Regions from separate parts of the Mus musculus genome. Here region 2 is linked to region 1. Evidence: chromatin contacts called from public HiChIP or PLAC-seq data. All regions are on one chromosome and are shown on one strand. Each heading gives the region's core, a stretch centred on a gene start, on an enhancer-like site or on the middle of the called end of the contact. The rest is flanking DNA. Distances are from core to core; before and after follow the strand shown. Region 1 overlaps Plxdc1 (plexin domain containing 1). Region 2 holds the start of Plxdc1 (plexin domain containing 1).

What was found. HiChIP or PLAC-seq counts read pairs in DNA pulled down with a chosen protein or histone mark.
Region 2: a contact with region 1 is called in a CTCF HiChIP or PLAC-seq map of the NIH/3T3 cell line, with 48 read pairs. The contact joins the promoter of Plxdc1 here to the enhancer-like site in region 1. A contact is called at or near these places in 14 of 39 promoter capture datasets (the 3T3-L1 cell line, the C10 cell line, the HPC-7 cell line and 5 more), 12 of 15 datasets of contacts at CTCF or cohesin (CD8 T cells, the G1E-ER4 cell line, the NIH/3T3 cell line and 5 more), 199 of 484 Hi-C or Micro-C datasets (the 63-12 cell line, the AML12 cell line, the AtT-20 cell line and 97 more), 64 of 115 datasets of contacts at active chromatin or transcription factors (the 230-238 cell line, CD8 T cells, the HPC-7 cell line and 39 more) and 6 of 9 other capture datasets (adipose tissue, embryonic stem cells, embryonic tail and 3 more).

The regions. Positions count from the first base shown.
Region 1 is chr11:97,932,281-97,938,682 of GRCm38.p6, forward strand. Plxdc1 (plexin domain containing 1) reads right to left here. Exons shown (of 14, transcript NM_028199.3): 9 at 6,250-6,331; 10 at 1,695-1,755; 11 at 1-59. Among named protein-coding and RNA genes, the nearest start is that of Plxdc1, 51 kb to the right of the region's middle. Within about 2 kb of position 3,816, at least 43 of the 459 cell types and tissues checked have an H3K27ac peak or open chromatin away from gene starts, as enhancers often do. A contact at or near this core is called in the BV-2 cell line, the C2C12 cell line, the C3H10T1/2 cell line and 16 more, where this site is marked.
Region 2 is chr11:97,982,317-97,988,718 of GRCm38.p6, forward strand. Plxdc1 (plexin domain containing 1) reads right to left here and starts at 4,130. Exons shown (of 14, transcript NM_028199.3): 1 at 3,922-4,130. The coding sequence starts at 4,000. It overlaps n-TCgca55 (a tRNA gene), which reads right to left and starts at 6,001; the gene lies at 5,930-6,001.

The DNA of each region.
Region 1 (6,402 bases), core at 2,566-5,065:
TCAGGGGAGGCTGAGTAGTGGCTATCATCCTGGAAGTCCTCGCATGTCTTGCCTTCTGCCTGCAAGAGACCCCAGTGCTGCTTCTGGACACAGCCAGCCCTGAATGCACTCAAACCTTGCACTTACACCCAAGTACTTGGGATATGGAGGGAGGGGTGGTGGCTGATTGAGTCCAGGAGTTCGAGACCAGCCTGGTCAACATAGTGAGAACCTATCTTGGAAAATAACTAAGATGGACTCTCCCACTTCACCTTGAAAGAATCTTATTGTACAGGGTCATTTCTCTGTTAGCTGCTTCAAATTCTTCATTAAGGAGGGGGCTGAGATGTCAGTCTTGAATAAGTAGGTAAAATCCTAACGGTCACCAGCTGGGTGCTCTCCTTTAGTACCAGCACTTGGAGGCAGAGGCAAACAGATTTCTGTGAGTCTGAGACCAGCTTGGGTTCCAGGATACCAAGTACTACACACAGAGGTCTTATCTTAGAAAGAAAACCCCAGGAGCTGGGGATTTAACTCAGTGATAGACCGCATGCCTAGCAAGCACAAGGCCCTGGATTCGGTCCTCAGCTCTGGGGAAAAAAAAGAAAAAAAAAAAAAGAAAAAAGAAAAGAAAACCCCAGTAACAACAACAACAATAACAACAGCATTTTAACAGTCACTAATAGCCAATGTCAGATATGACTGGCTAGACAATTTTTCTCATTTATCTACTTAGTGTATATTTGTCATCTATTTAAAGTGTGTAGGGGGCTGGAGAGATGGCTCAGCGGTTAAGAAAACTGGCTGCTTTTCCAGAGGTCCTGAGTTCAATTCCCACCAACCACATGATAGCTTACAACCATCTTATAAAGAGATCTGGCCGGGCAGTGGTGGCGCACGCCTTTAATCCCAGCACTTGGGAGGCAGAGGCAGGCGGATTTCTGAGTTCGAGGCCAGCCTGGTCTACAAAGTGAGTTCCAGGACAGCCAGGGCTATACAGAGAAACCCTGTCTCAAAAAAAAAAAAAAGAGAGAGATCTGATGTCTTCTTCTGGCCTGCAGCTGTATATGCAGCAGAGCACGCATACATTAAGTAAGTGAAAGAAAGGGCAGGCCAGTCTTTGAACTTCTCTGCCTCTCAGCTTCCCCTCTGGTCAGTGAGGGCCCGGGTCCCCAGTTTTTAGGTCCATGTTAAATAAGAGCGAGTACAGAACAGCACACAGTGAAGTGCTCAGTAGGTACAGTGTGCTCGACTTGCAGGAAGAGCCAGGAAGATGTGTGAGGTAGAAGCTAGCCTGGATTCAAAGGAAAGTCCTACCTGAGGGGAAGTGGGAAAAGAATGGAACAACCCCCCCCTCCCCAGAATGATAGCCCTCAAAATCAGGAGGGTGAGAGCTTCATTAACATTACAAGGAGTATGGTGGCCCAGAGGAGTCAGCTGTGGCTGAGGCCAGACCCAGCAACCCTTCTTCTCTGTGGTAACCAAGGGCTGCCTGTTCAAGGCCACATCACCAGCAGGACTAGTGTCAAGGACTCAATGGGCTTCAGAAAATGTTACAAAGCGACTCAGAGCATAACAGAAAACATATTTGGGATGAAAGTGAGGATGAAGCTGTCACAAGGCAAAGCCACCAGGAGAAGCATTATCAGGGGTAGAGTCCTCTGGCAGGACAAACTTCCAAGCAGGGACTACAGCAGACCATTCACATAGCTCACCTCCTGGGCACAGCCGTAGGTCAGCCATTCTTGGCGGTATCGGTCAAAGCCACTGGAACACCTAGAGGGACCAGATACAGGAGATGGGAGGGGTTCAGTGTAGGATCCTCCCCGCTTTGCTCCTCTACTGATCACAGCTCTGTGAGGATACTGTGGGAGGGGCTCAGTTCCAGGCTGGCTGGTTAGGCTCCAGAAGGGGCCCCTGCATAGGTGCCCTGGGAAGGAGAGATTATGGGATTGGCAGTCAGACCCTCATGCCCTCTAGTTCTTCCTTCTGATCAAGGCTTTCTCTGCCCAGCATGTTTGTGTGCGTATAGGACCCTGGGACCTCTCGGGGTCCCCTCAACTCTGTCCTAGGGCAGGGCTGGGATGTCTGTGATTATGCTTTTTTTTGGAGAAAGTCTTGCTCATTCAAGGGCTTCCCACCACTATTGAGGAGACTCCCCCCTGGCAGCAGAGGTTGGGTGGAGGGTGGCATCAGCTGATGTAGCCAGCTCTCCCTATGTAATCACAAGGAGGCAGCAACAAGGATGGTACCGAGACTGAGGAGGCTCCCTGGAGAGGATGCTGCAGTTCAGACAGAAGATGTCAAGGGCTTTCCTAGGGAGAGGGTGGCGTGCAAGCACGAAACAGAGGATGTTCTTTGCATCATCCCGCTTAAGTTTCCATTCTTCCTTCTTAGTGCCAAAGGAAGCTACTAAGCCCTACACAACCCAGGCATATCTGCAACCCAAGAGTAAGATCCTAAGCCACTAGCACAGAGAGAGCATGCTCAGCAAGCTAACTCAGTCACAGCATCTGCCATGTGCCCACACTCCAGCAAGGCAAAGCAATGCTTCCCGAGGCCATCCACAGGGGCTGAGCTGGGTCAGTCACTCCTGCTTTCATGATATCCTAGCCCACTATTTAGGGGATGGAGGACAAAGAGGACTTTGGAGACTGGAACTCAGGCTTCTTTGGTGATGTTGGCGGATTCCTCTAAGACTGGGTTGGGTCTGGCAGTGGTGGCGCACGCCTTTAATTCCAGCGCTCTGGAGACAGAGGAAGGTGGATCTGAGTTTGAGGCCAGCCTGGGCTACAGAGTGAGTTCCAGGACAGCCAAGGCTACACAGAGAAACCCTGTCTTGAAAAACAAACAAACAGAATAGTCTGAGTCTCCATAGCGGTTGCAGCAGTGTATGGCCAAGAATCAGTTCAAGGCCCTCCTGGTGTATACAGCAAGTTGACCAAGGTTCTGTCCCCAGCAACTACATGGAAAATCACAACTTTCTGTAACTCCAGTTCCAGGGGATCCAGTGTCCTCTTCTGGCCTCCAAGGGTTCCAGGCATGTACACGGTGCACAGACTTACATTCAGGCAAAACATTCATATGCATAAACAAATCAAAAACCAAAAAACCAAAACCCACCACAACCCCAAGTTTTCAGTTTGGGTTCAACCGCACCACATGTTAAGCCTCGAGCTAGCCAACACTGTCTCAGAGAAGGGAGTGAGAACGGGCCTTACTGAGTGCCTCTTGAATGTCAGCCACCGCACCAGACCCATTCCCAGGGACCCTCATGATGTTACGGTGAGGTGAGAAGTACTAAGCAACTGCAGGGCTGAAGCCACCCTTGGACTCCTCTGTGAATCAACGGGACAATTGTAGAATACAAACAAGGTACCTGCATGGTCAGTGAGATTGTTCTTCTCACAGCAGGGAAGGGAGGCCCTGAGTGGGGGAATGGAAGAGAGGGAGAAGAGACTCACAGGTATGCCTCTGGCTTTTCAGGAACCTAGGATTAACTCTCATTTGGAGCTGAGGCTCTTAGAGAGCTGGCTGGGGGAAGCAGGGGCTGGAGTGAGCCCACGGTGCTGTGGGTGTCGGCCTGAAATGAGTAGTTTCTGCTCCCTTGTACCCTCTGATAGAGCATCTCTGCTTTAACAGAGGTACAACCCACCAGCAGAGCCCCCAAACTCCCCCACCTGGCCAGCATCTTTACACCAGGGAACTCCGGGTCTCATTACACTGCCTTGTCTCTAAGTTGGGTGTGGCCACTAACTGGGGTTGGTGGTGAAGGGAGAGACTGCTTTGTCTGCAGGAGCCGTCTTTAATTTTTTTTCCCTATGACTCAGCATGGGTTGGATGCTGAGTCATACCTGGCAGGAGCCCCAGGATCCCAGGGACCATGTGAGGTCACCTCAGGCATCACCCTAAGGCTCAGAAAACATGCCTCAGCTTTAAAAATGCATGAGATAGGGGTACTGGCTGATCTTGCAAAGGATATGGGTTCAATTCCCAGTACCCACATGGTAGCTCACAACCACCTGTCACTCTAGTTACAAGTGATCCAACGACATCCCCTGGCTTCCTTAGGCACTGCATGAAAGTACACATAAACTCTACATATAAAATATAAATAAACCTTTTTTAAAAAAAAATGGGGCTGGAGAGATGGCTCAGTGGTTAAGAGCACTGACTGCTCTTCTAGAGGTCCTGAGTTCAATTCCCAGTTGTGACTTGGTGGCTCACAACCATATGTAATGGGGTCCGATGCCTTTTTTTCTGATGTGTCTGAAGACAGCAACAGTGTACTCATATACATAAAATAAATAAAATCTTAAAAAGGAAGAAATAGAGAGAAAGAGAAAGTAAAGAAAGGAAGGAAAGAGGGAAGGAAGAAAATGTATGAGATGAAGAAAGAAAGAAAAATGTATGAGATGAAGCACTCCAAAATGATGCTTTTGGGATCTTTGTCTCTCAGGATCACATTTTGTTGTCTGCTGGTCTCAGAGTCACTACACAACTAAAGATGACCTTCCTCTCAAGTGCTGGAATTATAGGCATGTGCCACTAAGACCAGATGTTTTTTTGTTTTGTTTTGTTTTGTTTTTTAAGATTTATCTTAAAAAAAATTTTTTTTAACATATCTGGGTGTTTTGCCTGCATGTATTATCTGTGTACCATGAGCATGCAGTGCCTGCAGAGGTCAGAAGAGGGCGATAGATCCTTGGAGCTGGAATTGCAGCTGGTTAGCTACTATGAGGGCTGAGATTTGAACAGTGTCCCTCTGAAAGAGCAGCCAGTGTTAGTAACAGCTGACTCACCTCTCCAGCCCTGACCTGGCTTGCTTTGTTTTGTTTCTTTGAGACAGGGTCTCACTACGAAGCCTTGGCTGTCCCGGAACTCACAATGTAAATCAGGATGACTTTAAATATCATAGCTATCGGCCTACCTCTGTCTCCTACATGCTAGGATTAAAAGCCTACACCACCACACCCAGCCCAGCTGGCCTTTTTACCAAGCCTTGCAGGTGGTTCTCACACTCTACAGGCAGTAACTGGAAGACAGCTAAGGGGCTAGGCCAGCTACTTCTTCTGGGGCTCTGTGCCTTTCCTCTTAGGGGCCCTGGTTGTGTTTGGTAAAATGCTACCTGGCACTGCAGAAGCTGCCATAACAGTGTCTGCCACACCCACACCTCCCCGAGTCACAAATGCTGGCCTTTTCATGGGGTAAAGGAACTGAGGTCCCAAGAAAAAGATCCTGGGCACAGCTGGAAGGAAGAACAGTAGGGAGGCTGAGCCCCTGTGCATCCCATGCCCACTGCTCCCTGATGGGTGGTTTGCCTCCAGTGTGCCAGGCCAGCAGGCTGTAGGATCAAGAGCTTCTATTTCTGCTCTGGGATGTTGGAAGGAAGCAGTTGAGATGCTGACAGCTGTGCAACAGCTGCACAGAGACCTGGAGCCTGCAGTTCTGACATTTTCAGGATGGCCTTAAAGGCTCTTGGAATTCGTGGGGCTTCACACTCTCAGGAGAGCCATCATCCTCAAAAGAGACTTTCCCACCATTTATTTATCTTGGCTAGAAGAACAGAGGTTTAATTGTGAGTCTAATCTATAAGGAGATGATTTCAGAACAAGGATAAGTTGGGTTTAAGAACTTTAACCACAAAACTGAATCTCATCCAGAATATCCGGAGCCTCCAAAAGCAAGCAAACAAAGCTTTGTAGCTGCCTGGGTAACCATGGATACCTGTAGTGCCCATGCCCCTGGTTTTCAGGAAACCCTGGTCCAGCCCAGAAAAGATCTTGGGCTACTTTTGGGAGCTCACCCAGCAATGATGGGCTTTTTGTGATATGGCCTGTCAGTTGCTTATAAATAGGTTACCATGTTAAGATGCAGGCCTGGGATCTCTCTGTAAATCTCGACTGAAGAGGCCAGTGACTCTGGTCTGACCACAGCTCTGACCGACTCTTCCTGAAGTCCTGGCTCAGAATGAGTTAGCTTTCCAGGAGCAAGAAAGATCTATATCCTCTGGGAACTCCAGAAGCCTGGCCACCCCAGGTCTTACTCTGCTAACACCAACCTTGATCAGGTACAAGCCTTGAGTAAAATTTATTTGTGACATTCTTGTCCTAAGAGCTACACTGACACTCAACAGAGAGATCCTGATGCTTGCAGAGAGTGGGCAGTGAGGCCTGAGGCTGTCAGTGGACTCTGGCTACCCCCATGCCAATCCTTACCCTCGCCCCCGTGGTCTATTCTCCGAACTTGGTGTATAACCTAGACACAAACCTCTGCAGGACATGGCACCAGCTGCAGTTGAAGGTTAGATTCGAGGACACGCAGGTGTCGCAACTCTGATGCTGGAGGCAGGCTGCAAGAGAGGAGGTGGTCTATGTCAGCATCCCGTCACTGCTTCCAGGGGCTTCTGAATTCAGGGTGCTT
Region 2 (6,402 bases), core at 2,880-5,379, 50 kb after region 1:
GCGTCCCTCTCACCGCACCCCTGCAGCTGATCTGAGAGCTCTTATGCCCATGTGGTCCATCATTCCTGCGTCCCTCTCACCACACCCCTGCAGCTGATCTGAGAGCTCTTATGCCCATGTGGTCCATCATTCCTGCGTCCCTCTCACCACACCCCTGCAGCTGATCTGAGAGCTCTTATGCCCATGTGGTCCATCATTCCTGCGTCCCTCTCACCACACCCCTGCAGCTGATCTGAGAGCTCTTATGCCCATGTGGTCCATCATTCCTGCGTCCCTCTCACCGCACCCCTGCAGCTGATCTGAGAGCTCTTATGCCCATGTGGTCCATCATTCCTGCGTCCCTCTCACCACACCCCTGGAGCTGATCCCAGGGCCCTTACGGCCAGGTTCTGCTTTCTCTTTCTCTCACATCCCTCCTGGCCCTCTAGGACCTAGGCCTGCCATTCAGCCACCATAGATTCACAAAGTCTTCTCAGCCAAGAACGCTGTGCTCCTAAGTAACCCGCTTCCCCGTGAGCTTCTCCTCATCCTTCAAATCTGACAAGATGCCGTTGCTTCAAAAAGTCTCCCTGACGCTTCTCTCCTCCTCACCCAGATGCCAAGGGCACCACCCAAGCCGGCCTCCTGGACTGTCATGTCCTTGGTCACCTCTGCATCTAGAATTCTGGGCACTGCAAGGACCAGTGTTCAGGAGGCACCCGTGAGTGGAGGGGGTGGGAGGCTGGCAGGAGGAGGGAGAAACTCAGCACCCAGCCTCTAGGACTGAGACCCTCCCTCGGGCACAGCCCTGCTGGAGACCATCGATGTTCTATCACAGCACTGACAGAAGACAGGTTTGCCACCAAGCTGGAGGCCCAACCTTGAACCAGAATGCCACAGTTTACAGACTCTGGAAGCCTCCGTCTCTGACAGACAAGATGAGGTGAGAACAGTTCTATCACTTGCTAGGTTGAATCTTCAGCAAACCATCTACACAAACCAGCCGGCAAGACCAACCTCCCAGGCAGCGCTCGGGGGAGTTGTAGCTCAGTTGGTAGAGTGCTCACCTCGCATGTCACCTAGCATGCCAGAAGCTCTGGGTTCAATTCTCCAGGGCTCTATTAACATGACATGATGGCGTTACGCCTGGAATCCCATTACCCAGTGCTGTCGGGTGGAGGCAGAAAGTCAGGGCCATCCTCAGTTACAAGTGAGTTCAAAGCCAGCCGGGGCTACATGACACTGTGCCTCCAAGTCCTGGTCTTTGCTTCATACAAGGTCACACAAGGTTGTCCCAGGCCTAACAAATCCCACCTCCTGATATAAAGCCCCTCCTGGTGAGACCCTGCCCTTCACCTTGGAGATTAAAAGGGTGCACAAGAAAAAGGGACACAAAGTAGCAGAAGGGGTGGGGTGGGGTGAGGTGGGGGATGGGGCTCTGCTTTCTGAGGATTACCCCAAGGGTTCAGTTTTGTTTAAACAGGGTCACCTGGCTGCTTTGTGTAGGAGGCTGGCCTTGAACTCACTATGTAGCCGAAGATGACCTTGAACATGAGATCCTTTTTCCTCCAAGTGGCCTTGCTCTCAGTGTGGCCCACCGTGCCCAGCTTTCCCACACACATTTATTAAGCAGATTTCCACACAAGGTGGGGGTGTGGGGGATGGGGGTGGGGGTGTGGAGGAGTTCTCAGTGACAGGAGGGCATGGTCCTGAGCACAAACACTCTGCATGTCTTCCCGTAGACACAGCCCAGTGAACCAGGACAGTATGGTGGTTGCCCAGGCCCTCCCAGCAGGGTAGATCTCTCTGAGGAGGGAAGCCTGCAGCTGACAGGAAGAGCAGCAATCCCAGAAACCATTGTGAGGAATCTGAATTTTAGTCAACAGTATATTAGTTTATTGGGAGGCCCCTGGTGGGCAAGGAGGAAACTGAAAGCAGATTAAGGTTGGTTGGGTTACAAAACATCTGTTTGGCCCTGACTCTAGAGACAAGCAACCTTGGCTCAGAACATAGGTGACTGCAGGGATTGCTTGTGAGTTTCCAAAATGGCTGCCTGAAAGATTCTCCCTTCTGTGTGTATCCTGGATGTCTTTGGTTTCTCTGGGACCAGACCATCAGTGACCCCTTCCTGGGCCTGGAGGCCATCTTCCTCTCTGCCTGACTACAGGCTGCTTCTGGGCTCTCCTCAGTAGACTCCTTCCTTCTTCAGGTCATCGATGCCTCCTGTGTCCCTTGTAAGGATGATGATGGGAACAAGACTGTAGGGATGGAGGAACACCAGCCCTGATGGGGACACCATTGCCCCAGGTGGAGCTAGGCCTCCTTGGGTCCCCCACTCCCACCCCCTCATTGACCTCAGGGGCTCTATCATACAGAGCAAGCAGCCAGTCTCCATGAAGGACCCCTCCCAGCCTTCCCCATTCCCCCACATCCTCAGATGGCCTCTACAAAACCTTACTACCAAACCCAGCCCAACCTGGGATGAGTCAACAATTGCCCTGACGGCTTTTTACAGCTTCCTAGGGTCTAACCTCAATCTCACTTGCTGCAGATGCCCGATGTCTTCCAGATGAATCTAAAAGCAGAGACGGCTAAGTAGTCTGTACTTACAAAAGTGACACTTGTCTCTGGGTCCCCTGATGTAGCCAGCTCCCTTCCTCAACCCTCTCCTCGGCCCAAATCCCTCATCAACCCAGCCATATCTGAGTTCAGGAAACACACCAGCCTAAGGCTGAAAAGGACTCGGGACTTAACCCACTCAGTCCCTTTCTAGTTACCATTTTAAGATAAATTATCAGTTGCCTGTACCTGTCCGAGAAGTAAAGAATATCTTAAGGGGGAAAAATAATCTTTCATAACTCCACCTTCAAGAGCCAAAGATTTAGTCAAGAACCTCTTTTTATACATCAAAAACTGAGCCCAGAGAAAGTAACTTGGGTAAGTAACTCGCCCAAGGTCACACAGCAAGTGAGACAACAGAACTAAAAGCTAAGTGCTCAGCTACCTTCTGTGGGAGCCACCATGGACACCGATGGGTCCACACTAGTCTCTGGACATGTGACTTCTCTGTCCTCTACCCCCGCAGTCACCACCAGCATCCTCCACTCATACCATCTCATCCCAACCCAGATTCATTTGGACTACCTACCTACCGTGACCATCAAAGTCAAGAACACAGTTAGGCACTATGCTGACACAACAGCAAGTGGGACACTCACTTCCCTTTTAAGGAGCTTGTGAAATCACCCTTATTCCCAGCCCCCACCTCCCCGAGAAAGCCTGGGTGCAGAAACTAAACCATATATATTTTTAAAAACGGCCTTTCTTGATAACGTGAGGGATTCAAAGTAGATCCCTGAAAGGACCTCAAGAGGAAGAAATGGCTTGAGAAACTGGTCTAGAGGAAAGAGGAGTGTGCAGAATGGAAGCTCCTCCTCCACCCTCACCCCCTTACCTCCATGCTCAGCCTGTGCAACTGAGAACCGAGCAGAACCTAGCAGGGGGGAGAAGGGAACCCTTGACCCTGGGAGATCGGGGAGCAGCTGGCTGCTTTTTCCTGGGGTCCCTGCCTCTCCACCAGTACGCAATAGGTAGGGGAAGCAAGTTAGACGGCCAGGCTGGTGCCAGGATGTCTCCCATCCTCCGGCGACTCCCACGCAGTCACAAGCCCAACTGGGACCCCACCTAGAGCAGCTGAGAGAGGCAGCAGGGAAGAGCATGGAAAAGAAAAGCAAACGCCTCTCTGAAATGATCGCCGGTCCCTGTGACTATTCTGGAGACCCCGGCCTGGGTCCCTCCACGTCCTTCCGACAGCAGTAGGAGGTGCGCACCCTCTGTGCGCACACAGAGAAAGTAGGGTCCTTGTCCCCTATCCCTGGCGTCCTGAGGACAGGACCCAGGTCCCGCTGGCGGGTCTGCACCTGCCCTGGCCGCGCGTCCTACCTGCGGGTGTTGCGGGACTGAGCGCGCGCGCGGCCCCGCGGAGTAGCAGCAACTGCAGCAACCAGAGCTGAGCTCGCATGGTGGGCGCGGACGACCTCCGGGTCTGCGCGGCGGCGGCGGCGGCTGCAGAGGGAGCAGCCCCGGGCTGGGCGAGCGGGGAGCGGGAGCGGAGCGGGCAGGGCGAGCGAAGCACGGCGCTGCGGCCTTGGGGAGCGCGGGCGGGAGAACCCAGAGGGCGGGGCGCAACGCTGGGGTCCCCGCCTCCCGGAGCTCCGCGCCGCACCCCACGGGACCCGGGACCGCGCCGGGACATCTCTGGTTACCGAGAGAACCCCGCTGCCCCAGAAACCTAAGTAAAAGGCCGAGGTGAAGGGCCCCAGGAAGCGCCCCTACTTGGGCCGTTGGCTCCCACCACCCATCCCAAGAGCATGCGACTTTCTGAGCTAGTCCTTGTACTTCTGTGGCTTCCTGGTGTTCTACATAAGTGCACACACAGACACGCACCAGGAATCTCCCGCAGTCGAACCGCGCCCCCCCCCCCCGCCCCCCAGCTTCTACCCCAGAAGAGGCACGAATTGCGTCTCCCCAGTTGACTGCTTCACAGCCCATCTCCAGCACCGACCCCACCCCATTCCATCCCACACCCACACCCCCCTCCCGTCCAGCAGACATGTAGGTGCTCGAGACTGGCACATTCCCACTTTGAAACAGCTCGGTGCCCCTTCCACAGAAAGGCCAGATCAGTCCAAGATAGACCCAGAGCCAGAAGTGGCGCCCACTGCCACCACACTTTACCGGACTCTGGGAATAGGGCACTTCCCCCCCACCCCACCCCCTTCAAGTATGGAATAAAAATACCCGCAATTTAGGAGATTTAATAGACGGCATGGAATCAGGTCAAGGCACGAAGGTGCCTGTGACCTACTTCATGGGAAGGAGAAGAACTGGGGCCTAGAGAGTGGAGAGGACTGAGGGGCCCCTGGCTTCCTCTGTGTAGGGGACCTGGAGAGTGCGGAAAGAAAGGGTGCAGAGACTGCTTCCTGGGACTTATCCCCAGAAGAAGGCTGCAGCTGGGGACAGAAGTAGAGTGTGGGCTTAAGTAGGTGAGTGGCCTGGCACTGAGGTCAAAAGAAGGACCAAGAAAGGAAATGAATCCCAGTGTCACTCTCCTCTGGGTCCAAAAACCTAGAGGTGGTCTCCCCAAGACCTCAATATAATATTATGTAATACTATGAGCCAAGGCAAGCCCCGCAACCAAAGGGACTTTTGTTAGTTTTCCAGGTAAGGACTAACGCCGTCGACCAGGTTGGTTTCGAACTCACGATCACTCTTCAGTTTATTGAAGGGATTACAGAGGTGAGCCCACCAAACCTAGCCAGCCATTGACTTTCTAATTCCTTGCCTGAATTCTCCCAGGACAGCCTCTGGGGTATCGAAGAAACCGTCCCTTCCAGATGTGGCCTCCTACCGCCACCCAGTGGACCCGTGATGAGCCACGGGGCTGCCGTTTAGCTGATCTCTTGAAGAGTTAAGAGACTGCCCGCGCAGGCGCCGCGAAGGGCCTCTATAGTGTTCCAAGATGGACCTCCAGCCTCAATTCTGGTGTCGTCGTGCGCGGTCAGTCTCGGTGCCCGTTCTCCATAAAGTCTTGTATTGGGGCTCAGGCAAAAGCAACAACTTGGAAATATTAGAAGCAAATGGCGTGGACAAGTTTCTAACCGTAAGCCTCTAGAACTTGAGCATGCACGGGAAGTACTTCTCAGAACGCATATTTCTAGCCCCACCCAGGGATAGTTCACTGGGTCAGAGAGGAGGCCAAGAATCTTCATGTCTAGCACGAGCCCAAGTCCCGTGGTGCTAGTCACATTCGGAGAGCCACTGCCCTGAAAATTCCCAGTTCCTTACCACCGTCCCCGCTCCCTGACTGTTTGGGAGTTGGCGATGGAAATATTGCCATAAAAATATGCGGGACGTAATAAGGTCTTCCAAAGAAAAGAGTGAGCCTGCTAGGGGGCACCCGGATTTGAACCGGGGACCTCTTGATCTGCAGTCAAATGCTCTACCACTGAGCTATACCCCCTCTGCCGGTAGCTTTGCGTCAGTTACTACTTGGTGCTAGTCTAGCGCAGGCGCACTAAAGCGTCTTTAAAAGGGAAGACTGATTCGAAGTTATCAAGAAACACGAGGACCTGACCTACCAGATTACTAGCTTCAAAACAAAAGCTGTTTCCTGATGATCTGAGATTCCTTCCAAAGGCAGAAAAATACGTCCTCCAGAAGATAGAGGCGACGCCAGCGCTCCTCTGGGCGGATCCCACTCTTCAATTCCGCCGCGGCTTCTCTCTCCCTTCTACACACTCACGCTTACTTGTCCCTACCTTCTGCTTCCAACCTAACCCCAACCCTAGACACTCAGATCTTCCTAAGAGACAGGAGTGGAAATCGCCCGCACCTGAATACACCAACCGGCACGGCGCGCCC